5 separate regions of the Mus musculus genome follow, and all the other regions are linked to region 3. The links are chromatin contacts, called in public Hi-C maps. All regions are on one chromosome and are shown on one strand. The core of a region is the stretch at or near the end of the contact, and the rest is flanking DNA. Distances in the headings are between cores, read along the strand shown.

The links. Hi-C and Micro-C count contacts between places; a contact is called where the count stands out from the background.
Region 1: a Hi-C map of uterus shows a contact between it and region 3, with 4 times the contacts expected there. The contact joins two enhancer-like sites. A contact is called at or near these places in 4 of 484 Hi-C or Micro-C datasets (all in uterus) and 1 of 9 other capture datasets (embryonic stem cells).
Region 2: a Hi-C map of uterus shows a contact between it and region 3, with 7 times the contacts expected there. The contact joins two enhancer-like sites. A contact is called at or near these places in 1 of 15 datasets of contacts at CTCF or cohesin (stem cell-derived epiblast-like cells), 10 of 484 Hi-C or Micro-C datasets (the N1E-115 cell line, embryonic fibroblasts, embryonic stem cells and 3 more) and 1 of 9 other capture datasets (embryonic stem cells).
Region 4: a contact with region 3 is called in a Hi-C map of uterus, with 6 times the contacts expected there. The contact joins two enhancer-like sites. A contact is called at or near these places in 1 of 15 datasets of contacts at CTCF or cohesin (the NIH/3T3 cell line), 6 of 484 Hi-C or Micro-C datasets (the N1E-115 cell line, cerebral cortex, myocytes and 1 more), 1 of 115 datasets of contacts at active chromatin or transcription factors (craniofacial prominence) and 1 of 9 other capture datasets (embryonic stem cells).
Region 5: a contact with region 3 is called in a Hi-C map of the N1E-115 cell line, with 20 times the contacts expected there. The contact joins two enhancer-like sites. A contact is called at or near these places in 1 of 39 promoter capture datasets (embryonic stem cells), 5 of 15 datasets of contacts at CTCF or cohesin (the NIH/3T3 cell line, embryonic stem cells, pro-B cells and 1 more), 53 of 484 Hi-C or Micro-C datasets (the AtT-20 cell line, the N1E-115 cell line, adipose-derived mesenchymal stem cells and 16 more) and 4 of 115 datasets of contacts at active chromatin or transcription factors (embryonic limb bud and embryonic stem cells).

Annotation. Positions count from the first base shown.
Region 1 is chr5:119,180,893-119,185,252 of GRCm38.p6, forward strand. No RefSeq gene overlaps it. Among named protein-coding and RNA genes, the nearest start is that of Gm7538, 17 kb to the right of the region's middle. Within about 2 kb of position 2,704, at least 8 of the 459 cell types and tissues checked have an H3K27ac peak or open chromatin away from gene starts, as enhancers often do. A contact at or near this core is called in uterus, where this site is marked.
Region 2 is chr5:119,135,679-119,139,679 of GRCm38.p6, forward strand. It overlaps Gm31129 (predicted gene, 31129), which reads left to right. Exons shown (of 2, transcript NR_168635.1): 2 at 1-41. Among named protein-coding and RNA genes, the nearest start is that of Gm31129, 4.0 kb to the left of the region's middle. Within about 2 kb of position 2,408, at least 14 of the 459 cell types and tissues checked have an H3K27ac peak or open chromatin away from gene starts, as enhancers often do. A contact at or near this core is called in the N1E-115 cell line and uterus, where this site is marked.
Region 3 is chr5:118,877,897-118,881,980 of GRCm38.p6, forward strand. No RefSeq gene overlaps it. Among named protein-coding and RNA genes, the nearest start is that of Gm42015, 37 kb to the left of the region's middle. Within about 2 kb of position 2,250, at least 33 of the 459 cell types and tissues checked have an H3K27ac peak or open chromatin away from gene starts, as enhancers often do. A contact at or near this core is called in the N1E-115 cell line and uterus, where this site is marked.
Region 4 is chr5:119,244,755-119,249,041 of GRCm38.p6, forward strand. No RefSeq gene overlaps it. Among named protein-coding and RNA genes, the nearest start is that of Gm7538, 47 kb to the left of the region's middle. Within about 2 kb of position 2,362, at least 26 of the 459 cell types and tissues checked have an H3K27ac peak or open chromatin away from gene starts, as enhancers often do. A contact at or near this core is called in uterus, where this site is marked.
Region 5 is chr5:119,227,130-119,231,556 of GRCm38.p6, forward strand. No RefSeq gene overlaps it. Among named protein-coding and RNA genes, the nearest start is that of Gm7538, 29 kb to the left of the region's middle. Within about 2 kb of position 2,327, at least 18 of the 459 cell types and tissues checked have an H3K27ac peak or open chromatin away from gene starts, as enhancers often do. A contact at or near this core is called in the N1E-115 cell line, where this site is marked.

The DNA of each region.
Region 1 (4,360 bases), core at 1,454-3,953, 300 kb after region 3:
GCTACACAGAAATATTCTTTTAAAATCCAATAGATAGAGAGACAGACAGATAGGTGGTAGATAGGTAGATAGATAGATGATAGATAGATAGATGGATGGATAGATAGATAGATAGATAGATAGAGATAGTAGATATATAGATTATATATGATATATAATCTACATATATAATCTACCTATCACCTACTGTGTATATATATATACACACACACATATATATAATCTACATATATATAATCTACCTACCACCTACTGTATATATACATACACACGCACACATAGAGAGAGAGATTATAGATAGATTGACTGATATATTGATAGATTATAGATAGAAGATAGATGATAGATAGATAGATAGATAGATAGATAGATAGATAGATAGATAGATAGACAGACAGATAGAATCTGCCTGGTAGGGAAAGGAGAGACTGGTGGATGATGAACTAGAATGGGAAAGAGTTCTGCTGTCCTCCGAGTTTGCCTCATGTGCTCTAGCCCCCATGTGCTTTACATAAAAGGTGAAGACATAGAAAAGGATCTCTATTGTTTTTCTGAAGTTCTGTGCAAAGAGCCACAGACTACTTGCATCTAAGGGGGCTCTGTGACTCTGATGACGACTCCTTGAAGCTTACCTCTTTTTCTTATGGAACTGCCAGCCTACTTTGCTATTTAGAAAAAAAGCAGCACTGGATTGCACAGGTGGCTCCTGGTTAGGAGCCAGGGATGCTCTTCCAGGGGACCTGGGTTCAGTTCTCAGCACTCACATGCAGCTCACAACCTTCAGCAACTCCAGTTCTAGAGGGATCTGACACCCTCTTCTGGACTCCACAGACACTGCCTGCACTCATGTGGTGCACAGACAAATGTGGAAGCAAACACCAAATACACACACACACACACACACACACACACACACACACACACACACACATATTTGAAAATAAAGAATACAACAGCAGTATGCTGGGTGTGGTCATACATGCACAGCTGTGTATGTGGTAAGTCAAGTCTCTCATAGAAGAAATCAGGTGAGGTTTGTCCTTCACATCTGACTTATTTCAATTAGCACGATGTCTTCTGGGTCAGCTGTGTTGTCACAGGTGGCATAGGTTCTGTTTTCTTGCCTGTAGGACTCATCTTCCTGACCTACTCCTCTGCTGATGGACATATCTGCTATGTTTATACTTCAGTCACCGTGGAAAGTACGTCATGATTGTGAGGAGAGTTACAGACATCCCCTGGGGTCTTGACTTCAGTTACTTAGTATGATCCAAACTCAGAAGTGGACTTCTGGTAGACCTAGTTTCCAAAATGGTGTCACCCAAGAGAGTTTGAAGGTCTCACTGTTTTCCCTCTCACTAATAGTTGTCAGTCATTTGGGGACAGCTATTCTGAGTGTCTGGATGATGTGTCACTGCATATTTGATTTGAGTTTCCCTAGGATTCATTATTGGTGTTGAGTATCTCTTTAGAGGCCTGTTGGCTATTGTATGATTTTTTAGGAAAATTGTGCATTAAAATTACCTATTTGTCTGTCTATCTTCTATCTATTTATGTATCTACTTATTTGTCTGTCTATCTGTCTGTCTGTCTGTCTGTTTATCTATCTATCTATCTATCTATCTATCTATCTATCTATCTACTTTTGAGACAAGATCTCATGTAATCCAAGCTGGCTTCTGACTCATTTGTAGCCAAAGCTGGCACTGAACTCCTAATCCTCCTGTCTCAGTCTACCAAGTGCTGGGACTGTAGGTAGGTACCACTGTGCCCAGCTTATTTATATATTTTTAGTTGCTGCATAATAACCAGATGTGCTCATGAAGTACAATGTAAAACGAAGTAAATCTATAAGCTTTGGATACTGATCATGTATCAATTAGCATGGTGTCTCCCTGGAAACTGACTATGTTTCATGCTGGGAGTCTTCTGATACTTTCTCCTGTTCTTTATAAAATACCTAATAAATCCCTGTGACCTCCCCCACTCTTCACTGCGTGGCAGCTCAAACCCACTCCCACAGAGAGGGTACTCTGTGTGTGTTGATATCCACCATCCTATCTCCCTGTGTCCTTCCTTCCTTCTCTTTGGCAATCTCCATTCTTCTTTTACTTTCCACACATGGCTGAGAATTGGGATGTTTATCCTTCCCCATCACAGTGCCCTCCAGCATCATCCACGAGGCCACCAAATAACAGAACTGCATTCTCTCCTCACCTTGGACCGTGTATAAAATCGGGGTCCTTCCCTCTTTTGTTAATATGCCTGGGTCGCTGAGTTGCTGTGTGGAGAACTGTTGACAGCCTCCCTCTGGCTCCATACAGCATAGACTAGTCGGTCCCTGGGACACAGAGTCAGTAAACTTTCGGAGAAATACACTGTGGTGCAACCTGACTTCCCCTGACCCAACCATCTCTCAACATCACAAGTTCACCCTCCCAGGGGGATCTTTGTTGAAGTCATGGCTTTCCTGGATTATATCTATCTTCCAGTTATCTACCTTCTACCCATCCCCCACAATCCATCTAGTCCTCGACACCTTCCCAGACAGTCCCAGTCACGCAGTTTCTTCCTGTCATGCGCTCATTTCACAGGTATTTCTTGGGTATTTATTATGTACCAACCAGATCCAGTAACAGTGAGTGAGCGTCCGTGGTAAGGCAGATAAAGAATCTGCCATTTCCTGGCTTCTGAGCCCCGGTGCTTCTATTTTTCTCGATGTGTTTATACACTCCATAACAGTTTACAGTTTTATGAGGTTTTGGCAGACTGGAGTGGATGCCTTTGTTCTTGAAGAATCTTTCTTCTGTTTTCTTTGTCCTCTCTCCCCCCTTCTCTACAACTTGTTGCCTCTGGCTGTCAAATAAGCACACTCCTAGGAAGGACACCCAGTCCTCCCTAATGAGTGCTCTCAATGCTCCCTCCCTAATGAGGGGCTGACTCCTCCACCACAGGGCATCCTCACCAGGGAATGCAGTGCAGGTTCTGCTCTGGGCTGACTCTCACCATCCTCGTGGCTTCTCAGAGTCAGCCTCTTGTTTTTCTTAAGCAATGCTGACCCGTAGGGAGGAAGTTTGTCTTGGGATCATCACCCACCCACCCACCATGTGGAGGCTGTGTGTGCCCGTGCATGCAACATCCAAGTGCAAGATTTACTACGTAAAGCAGACTCCCCTAGAAAAGGTGCTACAGGTTTAGCTGAGTCTTGCCTGGTTTTGATACCCCTTTCCAGCTGAAAGTAGACCTGGATGTCTGAGTCTAACACAAAGCAGGAAGCAGTGCAGAGCCCTAGCAAGAAGCAGACAACCCCTCGTCCTTCCACATAGCACTGTTCTTGAGGCATAAGGCATCCCATGCTTCCACAGAGCCAGAGTGTCTGTATCAGGGTGACAGACAAATGAGGTCAATCATGAGTGCCCACATGTCTGAGTCAGAGAAGATCCTGGACTATGGGAAGTCGGATGCTGCGTTGAGTTTCATGGACTGACAGAGTCGAGTGCCTTCCTCCCTCCTTCTATGGGGGCTCAGAATTTATCTCCATTGACACCGGGGTTGGTAGATGAAGAGCTCACAGTCATGTGATGCTCAAGGCCAGTAGTCTGGTAACATCAGGGCACAAAGGGAACCTGGGCTCAGACCCTCATATTGTTCTCATCTGGGCCAAAGATTCTTCCAAAACCAAGTGAAATTGCTTTAGGCAAGCGTCCCTCTGCCGTATGTCAGTCTTGACTGCTGAGCTCAGTCCAAGAGAGATTTGTCAATCCTGGACATTGTGTAAAAACCCTCCTCAGATGGATCCCACAAGTTGATATTCTTCTTTCTGGAGACATCTGAGAAGCAGGCCACAGCCTTCATCAGCCGGAGGCAGAGAAGTGAGTCACGGCTGAGGGAGGATTGTCTAGGGTCTGTGGAGAAATGGCACTGTGGGTCCTGCCCAGTTTCCAAGTCCCCTGGGATTGAGGTGGAGCTGGCTAATGATCTATAATTGTCACCTGGGTCACTTTGAGGTTGTTCCCATTTGTGCCTTCTATGCAATTAGCTCTATATCCTCCTGGAAGATTTTTGGGGTGAGTGCTTTGACACCCCTACTTTTAATTGAGTCTATATTACTATTTGGAAAAAATCTTAATTACATTCATTTATTCATTCACATGTGGAGGTCAGGGAACCACTTGGAGGAGTTGTTCCACTGCTTTGGCCATGGAAGACCCTGGAGCCCAATCAGATCATCAGACTTGGTGGCAAGCACCTTTACCCACTGAGCCAACTTGCCAGCCCGCTCTTTGTAAACTTTAATCCTAATGGTTGTCATGTATAGGCAACTTATAGAAGTTGGCTGGACACACTTATTTAGGGTGAT
Region 2 (4,001 bases), core at 1,158-3,657, 260 kb after region 3:
CCGAGGAGACTGAGTAAATAAATCACAGACCGTCTCTGGAATGAAAGGACATTCAGCGGCTTAAAGCTGTGGGAGCCATCTATGGATAGATCCTCAGGATGTATTGATAGATTGGGGGAAATGGTGGGATCATCGCATCTTTGTAAAAACAAAATGGTAAGCTGAGTTATTGAATGTGGCATGTAGCTGGGCATGGAGAAAGCTCTGGAAAGCAGCTCAGCAGTGAAGCTGAGTGAGTTAGATCGAAGGGCAAAGAAAGAAGCCGGAGATTTCCTCCTTGAAAATATGAACGTTTTCTAACAAGAACTTACCAAGTAATGCACGTCCACTTTCATGCGTTTACATGCATGAACACTTGTATGCACTCACACAGACATGCATGCATACACAAGTTCCTGAAGCCATACACACATAGATATAAGATATACATGTGCACAGACACACTCATGCATGAAGACATGCATACACACACACATGCACAGGCATGCACACATATACACATACATGCATACACACAGACATGCATGCACACACAAGTGCATGAAGCCACACACACACACACACAGATGTACATGTGCACAGACACACTCATGCATGAAGACATGCATACACACACACATGCATAGGCATGCACACACTCGGACATGCACACACACAGACATGCATGCACACACAGAGACATGCATGCACACACAAGTACATGAAGCCATACACACATGCACTGACATACACAACTCATGCATGAAGGCATGCATGCACACACACATACATACATTCATGCACAGATCCATGTATGTGCACACACATGTGCACACAGACACAGGGACACATACATATGCTGACTGTGCACACGTGCACACGCGCGCGCGCGCACGCGCGCACGCACACACACACACACACACACACACACACACACACACACTAAACTGGGGGTATAGCTCAGTTGGTAGAGTGCTTGCTGAGTATGCAAGTGCCCTGGGTTTGATTCCCCAGAGCCACATTAACTGAGGAGTAGTATTGCCTGTCTGTCATCCCAGCACTTAGGAGGTAGAGGAAGGATGGTCCGCAGTTTAAGGTCATCCTTGGCTACCAAGAGAGCTGGAAGTCAGCCTGGGCTACATAAGACTCTATCTCAAACCCTTATCCACACATGGAACGTTCCAACCACAATGCAGATCAACACAAATCCAACTCTGTAAAAATGAAAGTAATGGAGTGTTCATGGAAAATCGCAGGCTGCTTCTAGGCTGCGCACTCTGTGGTTGTGGGGCAAGAACCCAGCGAAATGTTGGATGCAAAGAGCTATGCATAACTTAAGTCACAAGCAAAACCAAGCAGAAGGCAGCTAGGTGGTGTAGGGCAAGCTCCTGGCTACACTGGGTGATGAAGCAGTCTCAGGGGATGCCAATAGAAGCTTCTAGACACAGCAGTGCTCTCTCGATCTGTGTGCAGGCTGTACTGGTCTGTCCAGTTTAGGAAAATTCATTAAGTCGAGCGCCTATGATTTGTGTACTTTTCCATATGCGTATCGCACACCAGTAAATGTTAAAAAGAAAAAGAGTGGAGGCATTAACATTTTTTTATATGACAGGAGGAGAAAGCCCTTTATCTTCCTAGAAAATCCACCATAAACCGGTCGTTCCATTTGGGAAGGCTTTAACAGGAGTAAACAATCATTTATTTAATGAAGGGAGGAGCCCATAGCTTTCATCAGATTTTCAAAGGGAGCCTTCACCCCCAGAGCGATTAAGAACAAATGCGAAGACTGGAGGGGGTGGTGGTGGTGGAGGGACCGAAGAAAGAGATTCAGAGAGAAATATGCTTTCTGCTATCAAGGTATCCGCCAGGAAACGTCAAGGGAAGGCTGCAGGAAGCATGGGGGTCATGGTCAGTTCGAAGCACAGCCCTACTTCAAGTTCTTGGCCATTGGTGTCTCTCTCCTGCCCGCAGGGTTGGGGCTCACCTCTGTCTGCACACGTGCAGTTCACAGCAGCCCAGACGCTAAAAGGTGATTTAGAGGGAGGCTCAGGCTGGGGGCGGGGTGCTGGGGGGGGGAGAGGTCTCCCCCGGACTCTCTTGTAATTTAGGGACGATTCTTGAATCCCCCCGGGGTCTTGGCTCCTGGCAGAAAATAAATGTGGGTCACTCCTGGGATAGGTACTCCTCGGCATGTGTGTCCCTGTGAAGAGAGATGGATGGCCGGGGCAAGAGGCTTTCCTCCATAAATCACGCAGCATTTGAAATAGACCTCTTTCCTTATGAGATGCGAAAGGGAGACAGGAAGTCAGGGTAGACACAGGTGCGGGCCATTTGCAAAGGCAGAGGGATGAGTTAGGGGGCAGAGGCAAGAACTGGGACACCAGAGGTAACAGCATCCTTCAGGCATGCCTCTAGTCGGCATAGCATTGCGAGGACCCATGATGGACCAGCCTCCATTTCCGGACTCCTTAGCTCCCATCTTGCACTGCGTTGCTAGGTTTCTTTCTTTCTTTTTTTTTTTCTTGGTCCGCCCACTTTTCTGTCTTTTGTTTCCCCTCTCTCAGTGGCCCCTAGGGAAAAGAGTTTATAGATGCAGGTTCAGGTTCAAACCCCTGGCTCTGCTGCAAGCTGGCTGTGTGAACTTTAAGTGACTTCAGCTCTCTGATTCCTTGCATGTCCCGTCTATAAAACGTCCACCTCGCAGTGTTCTCATGGAGGATTAAATGAGATTAAAGGAGACCAGAGGCCTTCTGCGTGGTACTTAACTGATTTTCAATTCTCGGTTATAACTGTTCCTTATGCCTTCCTCCGCATCAAGGGGCCTTTGACAGGCCGGACGGCTTTCTCCCGGGAGACGTTTGGCAACGTCCTCAGACATTTCTGGATGTCACACTGGAGACAGGAAGGTGGTGTTGGCATCTGACGGAGACAAGCCAGAAATGCTTGCCGACCGTCCTAGAAGGCACAGGGAACCTTCCCATGGCAAGGAGGCACTCAGCCCAGCCCAGATGCTGATAGAGGCTGAGAAAGCTTGCTTTAGGCTGTGCATAGTGTGATAACCTTCTCTGTGGTTCCCAATCGCCGTCCTCTCTCCTCTTGCCGTTGTATAGCTCGGGGAGGGGGGGGTGGGGCGGCGGCAAGAATGAGATGGAAGATTTGTTTGTGATCAGGCTGGGTTCAGGGTTGGGGCTGCAGCATTTACCAGCTGTGTGTTCTGGGATCAGTTAAGCAACCTCTCTGAGTTGTAGATTGATCGTGGGTTTTTTTTGGGGGGGTCTGGGGGGGCGGAGGAGAGGGTTAGCTAGAATGGGATATAGGAATGACAGCTCCTAACACTTCTCAGAAACATATCTGTGACCTTCCCCACCAGCAACCTGAGGAGGACCTTGAACCTTTGTGAAGATGGTGCCCCTTCTGATGGGTTTCTTTGTTCTCAGAAGAATCTCTCTTTAGTTTCTGCCTTTTTTTTCTGACTTCCCCTGAGGTGGGAATGGGGTCGGGGGTGGGGTGGAGTGGGGGAAGCCAAGTGTGTCTGCTGCGGGTTAAACTCACACAGTTTCAAAGCCAGCCCTGGAGCTCTCTGAGGCATGGCCTGCTCATCAGGGAGGGTTTGATGGTCTGGTTTCTTTCTCTTTCACTCCTTGGATCTGGTTATTAAAGTTTGGTTCCTGTAGGAGAGGAGAGCTTTGAAAACATCAGAATCGATGCTCCCTGCCAACCTTCTTCTTATCATGTCCCCCTCACCTCCTGCCTTTCCTCCCTTGGGGTGGATCAGAGACTCCTGGGGGTGGGCTAAGCGGTGCTGCACCATTCCCAGTTCACGCCATTGACAAACAGCTGAGAGCCACGTGCACTTCCTGGCTCTGTGCATATGAAAGCCACTTGCCTGTGCAGGGCAGAGGGCACCCCTATCCTCAGCAGGAGTTTTTCAGCCTTGTTGCCCCTCTGTGAGACTTCTTTCTGTTGCCTGGGGCTCTATCCCAAACATTTACATCAAAGGAGGGGCTGGGAGACATGGCTCA
Region 3 (4,084 bases), core at 1,000-3,499:
AGACACCGGGGGGGGGGGGGGGGCGCACACACCTCCCATCTACCTTGGCTGCGTATTTCTGCACCGCTCTGAGAGAGTCTTCCCGGGCTGCGCCTGGCCTTTGCATCCTCCAGATTGGAGCAAAGCGCTGGCTCTTGGCTCTGTACTTTCACAGATCTTTACAGTAATTATGTGGGAACTTCAAAGCAAGGCTATTTGTTTCTCTCTCTCTCTCTCTCTCTCTCTCTCTCTCTCTCTCTCTCTCTCTCTCTCGTTCTCTCTCCTCGCACTACTGAAAGTCCAAACAAAAAATTCTGTCTGCAGACATCGCAGAAAACTGTGTTGAACTTAGCAGCTAGTATTTCAAATAAACAATGCTTGAAACAAAACAAAACAACAAACAAAAACAACACCCCCACCAACCCCCAAACCTCTTCATACTTCTGAGAAAGATAGTGGGGGGAACTCAATGAAGAACCAGTTTCCACTCGAAATGTTCGGATCCTGTCTCAGCCTCTTATACCTTGTGGACTAGAGACCAGGAGTGGCCTTGGAGGAGGAGGCCAAGGAGAACTTTCATTCAAGTTTTCAGTAGCTGAACCTGTAGCGAGGTTCTGTACCTTGCTCCTAATCAGAAGGGGCTAGTTCCAGAAAAAATAAAAAAACAAAACAAAACAAAAACAAAACAACAACAACAAAAAACCCGTGTGCTCTGGGAAAGGCTACTTTTATGGCTTGTTTTATTTTAGCGAGAATTTTACGTATTAAACGTTGAAATAAAATTCCGTCTACGTCTGTGTTTTGTATCTGCCTCAACTCGGGGCGGACACCCAGCTTCAAGGGAGAAGTAAAACGCCCGTTCAATAAGATGATGGGCTGGACGCTACAATGACGAGATGTTTCCCAGGCTCCTGACTTTCTTATAAACGGGGTTTTAGCTCAAGAACTAGAGAGGAAGGAATCTGATGAAGAAGCTGAGAACACCCGACGAATGTGGACCAAATCCCCCATGGTGGACCAATGGAGAGCTCAGAGTGATGGGTGGGTCCTAGAGAAGCCCAGGGAAAGGGGCTTCTAGAATCCACAGGGTTCGTGTGACTCAGCCAGCCCTTCCTCAGGATGTGCTGTGCTGTGGCAGCTGCAGACTCGAAAGGGGTAGATGCCACGTGCTCCCTATGGCTACCCAAACCCACACTTGGTGGACACACTTGCTGACAGGCATAAGCCCCCCCCCCCTTCCCCAATTCTTCTCCATCACCCTGACTGCCTAAGGTATTTGGCCAAAGTGAATTCGAAAGAAGGCACCGACTGAGACAGGTGATTTTCTGTTTTCTCTCCTCAGAGGACAGGCAAAATATTTACAGAGGAAAATTCCCATGCTTTCCCTTTGATTTTTAATGAGGTTAAAAAAAAAATCCCAGCTAAAGGGACGTAAGCTCCTTTGACTAAGCAGATAGGAGAGGCATTTATTAACTCAGTCCCAAATCTGCCTTCCCAAGCCGAGAGTCTCTTTTAGAAAAAAGCTTCCTCCTTTTTTTTTTCTAAAAGCAATCCTCCCTCTTTATTTATTTATTTTGGTCTTTGTTGTGTTATAGTCTCCTTCTCCCTCCCACCCAGAATCATAAATTTTCCTGCAAACCCGGGCACACACTGGTCTGGGGGTCTGTGTTAAGAGTGTGTAAAAAGCGAGTTCGTTATGATTTATTGATTAATACAATGCCACAATCATTATCACGGTAGTAGGAACAAGTGTGACAGTAATAAAAGCCGTTGTAAGCTGAGATCATCCCTCCCAGATGTTTGATGGAGACTTTAAATAGCTTTAAAAGAAAAGGAATAAAAGATTTTTTAAAAAGAGCCTTTATTCCTAAATGCGTATTCCCATAATAGAATAATGGGATATTAACGTACTTAAAAGCACAAGTTCCCACGCCTGAAGCTATACTCTCTCGGAGTTAAACTCCGAAAAGACTTTGAAATACGGGAACTTAGAGCCATGTGGGCTGGTGAGGGAGGCGCTGCTTATAAAATGGCCAGCAGATGGCGCTCCAACCACTGGTTAGGCCACAGATTTTATTTATTTATTATTATTATTTTAAAATTCTGTTCTTGGTCTTTCAGACTAGGGTGTGGACAGGCACTTTGGGTCTGATTTTGAATATTGAACAATGCCATCAAAAGGCATGGAGGACGAAGGCAGGAGTCAGGTCAAGGGGCTGTTCTGGGTGGGTGTCAGGCTGGCCAGATTTTGAGAACTTCAGTGGGACAAGAAAGGATGCTTTGTTTAGCTGTGGGTGGATTCTGGCCAGACTCCATTGAGCAGAAAACAAGGCAATGGTGCCCTCGGGTTTTCCAACTCCTTTTAGGCATTCAGGAAAGGAAAAAAAATTAGATCTTTGGTTGGTGTTGTAAGGACAACACTGTCACTACTCTGTGGTTGGAAGACATTTGGCTTTCTTCTCACCCCGCCCCCAGATCTAGCTCAAGGGAAAAGACGTGGGTGGAGGGAGAGACGGGAGAGAAGGCTGTGTCTGTCCGTGAGTCTGCGTGTCTGTGTGTCGGGTGGGGAGGGCACTTGACAGATGAATGTGGTAGTGGAGTGAAGTGTGTGTGTGTGTGGGGGGGGGGGGGGGAGACACTGAATGAACGCAGAGTCTTGTGGTCGGAGTCAAAACCTGGGTTGCAGGCCCCACCTCTCAGTGTGAGAGGCCACACCATGCTCTGGATGCCAGGATCTGGGGACAAAGGATAGGTCTAGAATGGATGCGACGGCATCCGAGGTTGAACCCGTCTGCGTCTTAAAGGGTAAGGGTGGGTTTGGCTGAAGAGCTCATGGAGAGAAGAATGAGAAGAGGGAATTTTTCCTTTTCCTGGAGCCTTCAAGGTCTTCATAACACAGCTCCCAAGTGAACTGGAATCTGGCCAATCAGAGCCGAGGAGGCAAACAACCAGGAAGTGAATGGCTATCGGGAACATTAGCAGAAACCAGGAGAGCTCAGGGGTCATCTCGAACGAGAGCTGAGATGTGTGTGTGTGTGTGTGTGTGTGTGTGTGTGTGTGTGTGTGTTTAAACCGGATAGAAAACTCTGTTTTAGCGTTTCCACCATTCTTATCTAGTCTAATCTAAGACTTCATTCATAAAATGAATCCCTGTCAACCCAGAGCCATTGCTAGCAGGCCCATTAGGATTCTACTTCTAGACAAGGACACTGAGTGTCGGGGTGGCCCCCAGTCAAATAGCTTCAAACGAAGCTAAAGCCGTTAACGCTGGGGAGAGAGCAAGCTTCAAGTCAGGGTTCTTCTGTTGGTGTGTTCAATGCACAGTTCCATTTTTCACCCTGGCTGATGGGGAACTGGCCCTGTCTCGAAGGCTGTGTGGGAGACTCACTGGGATCCCTTGCCTCAGCCTCCCAAGTGCTGGGATTAGAGTGAGCTGCCATATCTACTGGAGATTAGCGTATTTCAGGGTGATCTATAAGCATGCCTTTGGAGGAAGAAATAAAATGAAATAAAGCACTCTCTTGACTATTGGAGAGAAATCTTCTACTGTTCTTAGGACAGTGTCCTAGGGAGGAGAGACTTGAGACTCTGAGAAATACAAGCACAAAGTCACTGTTGGAAGAGGTGTCACTTGCATGTAGGGGTCAGAAGCCACTAACTCTTGCTATGAATTGATTTAAAAAAAAACAACAACAAAACTTTAATCTAATCTAAAAAAAATTACATCGAATGGTCGAGTGAGTGTGGCGGAGGGGCTGCCAAGGTGTGCGTGTGGTGATCGGAGGACAATGTGGGGGAGCCAGTTCTCTCCTTCCTTCACATGGGTCCCAGGGTTGAACTCAAGTCTTCAGGTATCCACTGAGCCATCTGGTCAACCTTGTCTATAAACTTGCCATCACACGCCCCTACAGCACCCTGAGAGAGCGGAGGTGAGCTGCCAGTGAAGTGAATAAAGGGCCCCCGAGAGGCCCAGCCTGCCAAGCTCACAGGGAAGATTGCTTTCCAGCCACACAACTACAAAAAGATCTCTCTGCTGCTCTCTCCTTCCACCTCCGTACACACCACCTCTAAGTCCTCCGGTCCGGGCCTTTGGCAATGAAGACAA
Region 4 (4,287 bases), core at 1,112-3,611, 370 kb after region 3:
AAATGAGACGCCATATAGCTGCGGTAATCTATCTGCAGACAAGGGTGGCTCATTATATATAATAAAAAAGCCTATGAAACAGAATCCACCGGATGTCCCTGCTGCGGGGAATGGGACACTGGGCTTGATTTATGACCCTGCTCTTAGAAAAGTTTGAAGCATGGTCAAACATTCACTCGTCCGTAGTTTATGTATATATGTGTATTGTATACAGGCATAATTTTACATCTTGCCTTTGTCTGTCTTGTAACAGAGTCTCTCTATCGAGCCCTGGCTGTCCTAGAACTCACTCTGTTAGACCAGGCAGTCTGGCCTCGAACTCACAAAGATTCCCCCTGCCTCTGCCTCCCGAGCGCTGGGATTGAAGGTGTGCAGCACCATACCCAGAGCCACACCTCTGTTTGACTGATATGAAATATTCAGAGGTGACTAATACTGACAATGTACTTGCTTTTGTGTGTGGAACTCATGCATTTTAATTAAAAAACAAAAACAGCTAGAAAGCACATATGGGGCAGATACTTCCTAGTGGGAGATTTACTCCCCCATGTTTGTGGACAGTATATATATTGCACAGATGTTAGTTATAATTATGGCTTACTTCTCTTCTGTTGTCATAGTTATGATGCTGTGTATAACATATATAATATAGGCCTGCTGAATCTCTGTTTTCTAGTTTTTATTTGCATGGGTAACATATACAGATTATATACATATATACATATATACATATATACATATATACATACATACATACATACATACATATATACATATATACATATATACATATATACATACATACATATATACATACATATATACATACATACATATATACATACATACATATATACATATATACATACATACATATATACATACATACATACATACATACATATATACATACATACATATATACATATATACATACATACATACATACATATATACATATATACATATATACATATATACATATATACATACATACATATATACATACATACATACATACATACATACATATATACATACATACATATATACATATATACATACATACATACATACATACATACATATATACATATATACATATATACATATATACATATATACATATATACATATATACATATATACATATATACATATATACATATATACATATATACATATATACATATATACATATATACATATATACATATATACATATATACATATATACATATATACATATATACATATATACATATATACATATATACATATATACATATATACATATATACATATATACATATATACATATATACATATATACATATATACATATATACATATATACATATATACATATATACATATATACATATATACATATATACATATATACATATATACATATATACATATATACATATATACATATATACATATATACATATATACATATATACATATATACATATATACATATATACATATGTTTCTTGTTTTTTTTCCCCCTTTTGGACACAGAGTCTCGCTACATAGCCCAGGCTAATCTTCCAATGCCTGATCCTCCTGCCTTAGCCTCCTGAGTGTTGAACTCACAGGCCTTTACTATCTTACCTGTCTTTTTTCTGGATTTACACAATGACCCACAAATTGGTTGGGCCAAATTAAAAGGTATTCCTCATAACACAGTGAAAAGACGCATAAGCATCTGGGTCACTGTGAAAATACAGGCGGGTCACCCGTGCACCCTCTGAGACAGCTAGCTGCGCATAGGAGATCGAAAAATCCACATGTCACACGAATCCACATTGACACATAACCACACCACTGGAGAGTGTGACACCCACCTGCATGTTAACCCAGCCATGTACATACCTAAGGCTCCTGAGCCACTCCACTTAAAGCCCCTGTGTCCTGATCCTAAGGACAGGGTCTCTCACCGCTATGGCACTTGGCTGGTGTGTTTCTTGGAGTGTCGGGACCTAGCCTGCCACCCGCCTCTGTGCAGAGACTGGATGTGGCAGGAACTTGGTAGTAATTTGCAGAGAAAAACCCAGCTCCCTGGGGAATATGCAGCCCCCGATTGGTCCGCTGGGCACCGCCCTGCCTTACGGTGGCAGAGTAGTCAGGGATTCGGTCCGCCAGCTATGAGGACTCTCTGGGACCAGGCTGGGCACCCTCCAGCTCGCACATGCCCTGAGGGCTAAGCTTAGGACAGCCTGTTTGTTCCTCTTCTGCCCTCCAAGTGGACTGGGAGACCGGGAGGGGGAGGGGGGCAGGACGGGGGACCAGCTCACTGGGACTTCCTATTTGCTAAAAGCTGCTGGTTCCCACAAATCCCAAAATAGAGTCCCTGGCAGAGATGTGGACTCTGAAACACAGAGACAGCTGCGAAGAAAAAGTGGGAGGGAGTGGGTAGGAGGGCCAGCAGCTTCTGCCTGGAGCTTCAGAGGGATTTCTGGGGCCTGCGGACACGGAGGGGAGTTCTCCATACTGTTATCCCCTTGTTTCCACCAGCACCCCGATTTAACCTCATCCGATAATGTTCTAGAGTGCTCCACAGAGAGGCTCGGTGTTTCTTCCCACTCACCGGAAGTTCTTCTCGGAGTTCAGTTGAAAGTCTACATGATGAAAAAAAAAAAAAAAAGAAAGTCTACATGAGGCAGCGATTTCCGTCCAAGGTCACACAGTCTCTTGATCGACTAGGACATAAATTCACCCTCGTTTTTAATCTAAGCAGATCCACAACCTTTTTAACGTATGATTTCTACCTAGCTTCCCTGGTTTGAGCGCTATGGTGAGCAGAGGGACCAACTAGATGCTGCCCACCCAGACTTGAAAGAGGCATCACCCACATGGCAGAGGGGAGCTCTGAAATGACAGGTTCCTAGAGAGGAGAGTTATTTTTCTTGGTGTCATGATTAAGACAAACAAACACACATGGCCAAGGACGAGCTAGTTGGCTCAGTAGATAAAGAGGCTTGTGATCAAGCCGGATGAACTAAGTTCAATTCCCAGGACCTACTTGATTACTTGATAAAAAGTGAGAACTGACTGTCCTATGTTGTCTTCTGACTTCTGTTCTTGAACCTTGGCCAGAGCACATACACGCACCATACACATAGACATATCACACACATATACCATATACACACACACACATACCACACACTCACATACACACACACAGATACACCTCATACCATAAATATACCACACATACAATACACAAATACATACACACACATAGACATACCAAACACACCACATACACATATGCACACCACACACATAGACACACCACACACCACACATACACCACATATATACCATACATACATACATACATACATACATACATACATACATACATACATACACCATATCGCGCCCCCCCCCACAGAGCACAAAAACATAATTTTTAAATCCTGGCTTAGATTTGTCACCCAGGGTGGACAGGTAGCACTTGGGTCTCAGTAGGACAGCAAGTTATAGGCAAAAAAAGGAGGTGTGAGGGAGACAGCTCCATCAGAAAACACTTGCATTACAAGCACTGCCACCCGAGTTCAGCCCACAGAGTTCATGTAAAAACAAAATCAGGCACAGTCACACAGGCTTGTAATCCCAGCATCAGGGAGGTGGAGACGGGTAGATTCCTGGCCAGCCAATCTCTACTTATTGGTGAGTTCCAGGTCAGTGGGAGACCCTAACCCCCACCTCCAATAAAATCAAGGTGGATGACTTCTGAGGAATGATATCTGAAGCTGCTCTCTTGTCTCTACATGGAGGAGACACAGGAGACATGTAAACACACACACACACACACACACACAAAGTAAACTAGAGATAGAGTCAGCCCTGATTGTGGCTGTCACCGTGAAGACTAGATGGCTCAGAAAACAAAATAAAACAAAGCAAGCAAGCAAACAAACAAACAAACAACAACGGACACAGGTAGTGGAGCCAGAGCAGTGCACGGAGTCCAAAGCTCAGAGTGAAGGTTTTCTCTGCAGCCAGCATCCCAACTCCACTCCCAACAGCCCCACCCATCCGTGTCAGGGGAGAAGGCACAGCTGGAGGATGGGATGCCTAAAGTTCCTAGTGAGGTTGAGCATCATCCACCCACTGCTCCCTCCACACTCTTCCCAGGGCATGGACCGTCATCCACAAGAGGAAGGGCTGTGAGGGATACACCAAGATGACACTCAGGAGAGAAAGCCCCTCCTCCCCACCCCACCCCACCCCGGTGGGATGCTGAAGAGGAAGAGTTGTGTGGAA
Region 5 (4,427 bases), core at 1,077-3,576, 350 kb after region 3:
GTCAAAGAATCTGACCCCAGGACCAGCTTGAGAATTCCAGGGGACAGTGGCCAGTGTCTCCCACGAGGTCTGCTGTGCACGGCAGGTGCAGAAAATATCAGTAACCAAGCAAATGAATAAGATGATGGTTTGTGAGCCTTAACGAGTCCCCCACGAACCTCATGGTCTCACCTCCTACGGGACCTTCCACCCCTGGAGGGAAAACCCACCTCATAAACCACATGACATCCCCATCATTGGAGGCTCTCAGGACAAATGTGAACCTCAGATCCTCGCTTCTGAGACAGGGATATATTCTATGTGTCCCGCCCCGCCCCATACTAGAATACCCACAAACCAGGATGACTCTCACCTTTGGGACATGGGCATCCCATTGTGGAAGGACCTTGACTACTGAAGAGACCTTCTTTAGAACGTCTCTGAATCTGTCTGTCTCCATCTGCCTACCATTTAGTTTGGTTTTAGCAAAGTTTAATTAAGAGTGCAAACTCCCGCATTTGATACTGGAGACCCAGGTGCTACACTCACTGGCCTTGTGGCTTTCGGAACAAGGGACCATAGATCCTTGGAAAGGGACCACAGCCCTCTGAAGCTCAATGTCATTTGTCTATAAAATAGAGGTGACATTATCATCAGGCCTTCAGCCCAGACCTTTTCCTGGTCTATCTAGCCTCCTTCTAGGTGAAATTGAAATTGAGTAGGCCTGGAATCAGTTTTAAACTGGAAGCAAGAGGTTCCCCTAAAAACCATCAATGCCCAAAGATTAAGGAGTGTCTCAACTCACGGCATGGTTTCTGTTCTGCAGAATGCTTCCCTTTCCTCCCTCATCAAATCAGATAGAATCTGTGGGTTTAGCTTTTTAATTCCAGGACTAATTAACCCTCTGGAATATTAGCATTGTTTTAGAGATCTTTTTAATGTCCTTATAATTTAATGAGCAGTGCAGACTCCATTAGCCAAATTACACCAGGCTGTTAAGACCAGCTTAGGGGGACGCTAATGAAAGTTTTTCTTGACATCCCTCTCCCTGATCACTCGTGTTTACGTGACAATTCACGTGTCCACTCTAAATGCTTGTGCCTTACCGTCATTTACCTGAGTCTGTGTCTGGCTTTGTACCCAGGAACCCAGAAATATTGCAGAAATTCAAACGTGATTTTAGTTAATATTTAACAGGAGAACCCCAGTCCAGCTCTGCAAATCCACCCCACTATACACAGCACGAGCACTGTTGGTTGATAGGGATGGGAATTGAAGTATTAATCAGTCGCTTCTGTTTTCCAATAAGAAGATCTTAATTCATCACCTGGAATCCAGGCACGTCTGTACTTAATCATGTATTGATGGGAGCTGGTCCTACTAAGTGGCCTCATTCGTGACTGAGAGAACTTTGGCAGGAACACCAAATACATTTCCTCCCAACACCTCCAGGGAAAGCCCCGAGAGTCTTGAGTAATCACCCACAGTGTAAAAGAAAATATAGATCTTGGGTTCTCTAATTATGTACAAAAGGGCAGCTTGAGATCTTGGGTCAGCTTGGTTTACATCGTCAAACACCCCAAGTCCTGGTCCCAAGTGTGCACACATTACCTTCATCTCTTTCTCCCCCTCTGTCTGGGTGTTTCTGAGATGCTCACCTCCAGAGTTCAAGTCTCTTCAGTGTGTTCCGGAAGTGTGTGAGTTATGGCTAATGTCTGACTCAGCTCCGCTCGGCTTTTCCCTGAAGCAAGGCTCCTTGGCTGACTCCAGGACCCACAGATTCCAGAAGGGGTGCTCTGATGGTTCAACTGGCAAGTATTTCCCACAGGCTCCTGTGTTTAAACACCGCCCCCACCTCCTCCACGCCCCCAGCTTAGTGGTATTCTCTGAGGATATAGTGGGAACCTTTTAGACACAGAGTATTGGGTGGAATTCATCCAGCCATGGGAGCAGGCAGGTCACAGGCCAGCTTTACATCCTGCTGACTGCCCTCATGCAAACTCTCCCACTGTCAGAGCCAAGAAGGGCACTGCTGGACTTGCCATGCCTTCCTGGCTGTCAGGAGCAACCACACCCTGTAAACTGTGGACCACCATTGATCCCTCCCCACTTGGATTGTCCCTGATAGGCATTTGGTCACAGTGACAGAGAAAGAGGGTCCATCTAAAAACCCAAATGCCTTCACAGGGCCCTTGGCATTTCAAGGCCATGATTCTGAAAGCCCAGACGATGCTAACACTGACAGAAACTTGTTCATTTCTTCTGTGGACTTGCTCTGCCCAGGCACCTGAGGAGACAACCCATGTCTCATCTCTGTCTCACCCCATGTGATTCCCAGCCACCTATAAACTCAGCCCTGTGCTCAGAGCACATCCGTGGTTCTATACAGACACCACGGGGTGGTGAGCAGGAGGGTTGCCCATGAAGGTGAAGGAAGTACGCTCTTGTGGGTGTGCCTTTGGGGTCTGTAATGGCTAATCTTGGTTGCCAACTCGTCTTACACGCGTTCTCGCGACCGGCCAGGAAGAACGCAACAAACCGGAATCTTCTGCGGCAAAACTTTATTGCTTACATCTTCAGGAGCAAGAGTGCAAGCCCCAAGCCCAAAACGAAAGCGAAACCCCGTCCCTCTTTAAGGAGAATTATTCTCCGCCTAGGATGTATTACTCCCTGATTGGCTGCAGCCCATCGGCCGAGTTGTCGTCACGGGGAAGGCAGAGCACATGGGGTGGAAAACTACCCTTGGCACATGCGCAGATTATTTGTTTACCACTTAGAACACAGGATGTCAGCGCCATCTTGCAACGGCGAATGTGAGGGCGGCTTCCCACAAACTCGACACACTTGAGAAGAGGAAACCTCACCAAGAAACTGCCTCCATCAGATTGGCCTGAGGTCATGGCTATGGGAGCATGGTTTTAATTGCTGATAGATGAAAAATATGGGCAAGCCAGGGAACAAGACAGTAAATAGCATTTTCTCATGGTCTCTGCTTCATTGTCTTTACCTTGAGTTCCTACCTCGGCTTCCCTCAGCGATGGACTGTGTGACTCGTAAGCTAAATAATCCCTTTTCTCCCCCGAGTTGGTTTTGGTCAGTGTCTTATCACAGCAATAAAATCATACTAGAATAGAAACTTTATCTTACTCCCAGTCTCTCTCTCCCTTCTCCCTTCCTCCCTCTCTCCCTCCCTCTGTCTTCTTCTTCGCGTGCGCGTGCACACACACACACACACACACACACACACACGGGTTTCTGGTGTTGTTTTATAGGTGATAAGGTGATCTTTACTTTGTTTTTAGAGACAGGGTCTCTCTCACTAACCCTGAACTTGCCTAGTAGGCTATTCTGGTTGTCCAGAGTGCCTCAGATATCAATGTGTCTTTCCCTCTCCAGTACTGAGATTACAAACTACATGTACACCAGACCACAGGCAGCTCTTTGGGGTGTGAATTCTGGGAATTGAGCTTGTGAGCACTTTGCAGACCCAGCCATCTCTCCAGCCCTCTTCCTTACTCTTTAATACTATCTACTACTAAAAAACCAAACCAAACAAACAAACAAACAAACAAAAAACCCTAACAACACATTGTCAGCTGGAGACTCCTGGAAGATGCCAGGACATGGAATAAATACATGAACCTAGAGAGCAGTGATTCTTAGACAGAGGAAGAATATTTTTAAAAAATACAAATAAAAAATGAGATAAAGCATATGAAAATAATAGCAGGTCTGGAGAGATGGCTCAGTGGTTAAGAGCACAGGGCCTGGGTTCAATTTCCAGCAACAGCATGGCGGCTCACAACTGTCTGTGACTCCAGGATCTGACACCCTCACACATACATGCAGGCAAAGCACTAATGTGCATACAATTTTAATAAATAAATTATTTTAAAAATCAGGGCTTGGTGGACTTGGCCTTGGGGCTAAGAAGGAAGGAGGGGTGAGACCGTGGTTGTGGCTATAAGAAGTAAATGGAACGAAGTCATGTCCCCTACAGCAGAGATGACTAACTCCCTCTAGGCGTAGGGAGCTACAGAAAGCTGTCTTCACTGGAGATAATAAGCAGTGTTGTGTTTTTGTGGTCCCCAGGACATGTGTAGAATTGTGGCTGACAACTTACCAGGACCACTGGGGTTCTCTCCTGGTGTCTGAGCCACAGAACCACACTGCTCACAAGAAAAGAAGCATTGAGAATGTCTTCTATCAATTATTCTCAGCCTACCAACCCTGCTCTAAAGAGAAACACTTTGGGCACCATGCCGGCTGGCTCTTCTTTTTCAGAAAGACTAGAGGTGATGGGGTGTGGGGAGAGGAAGCTGCTCACATGGGAGGCAGGAGAAAGGCCGGAGCGTCTGTGAGTCTGTCCCCATAGAGTCCTGGTTTTGCCTATCTGCCAGCATCTCGTGGTTTCCTGGAGGGCTGGGGAGAGACAGTCACTCTCAGAG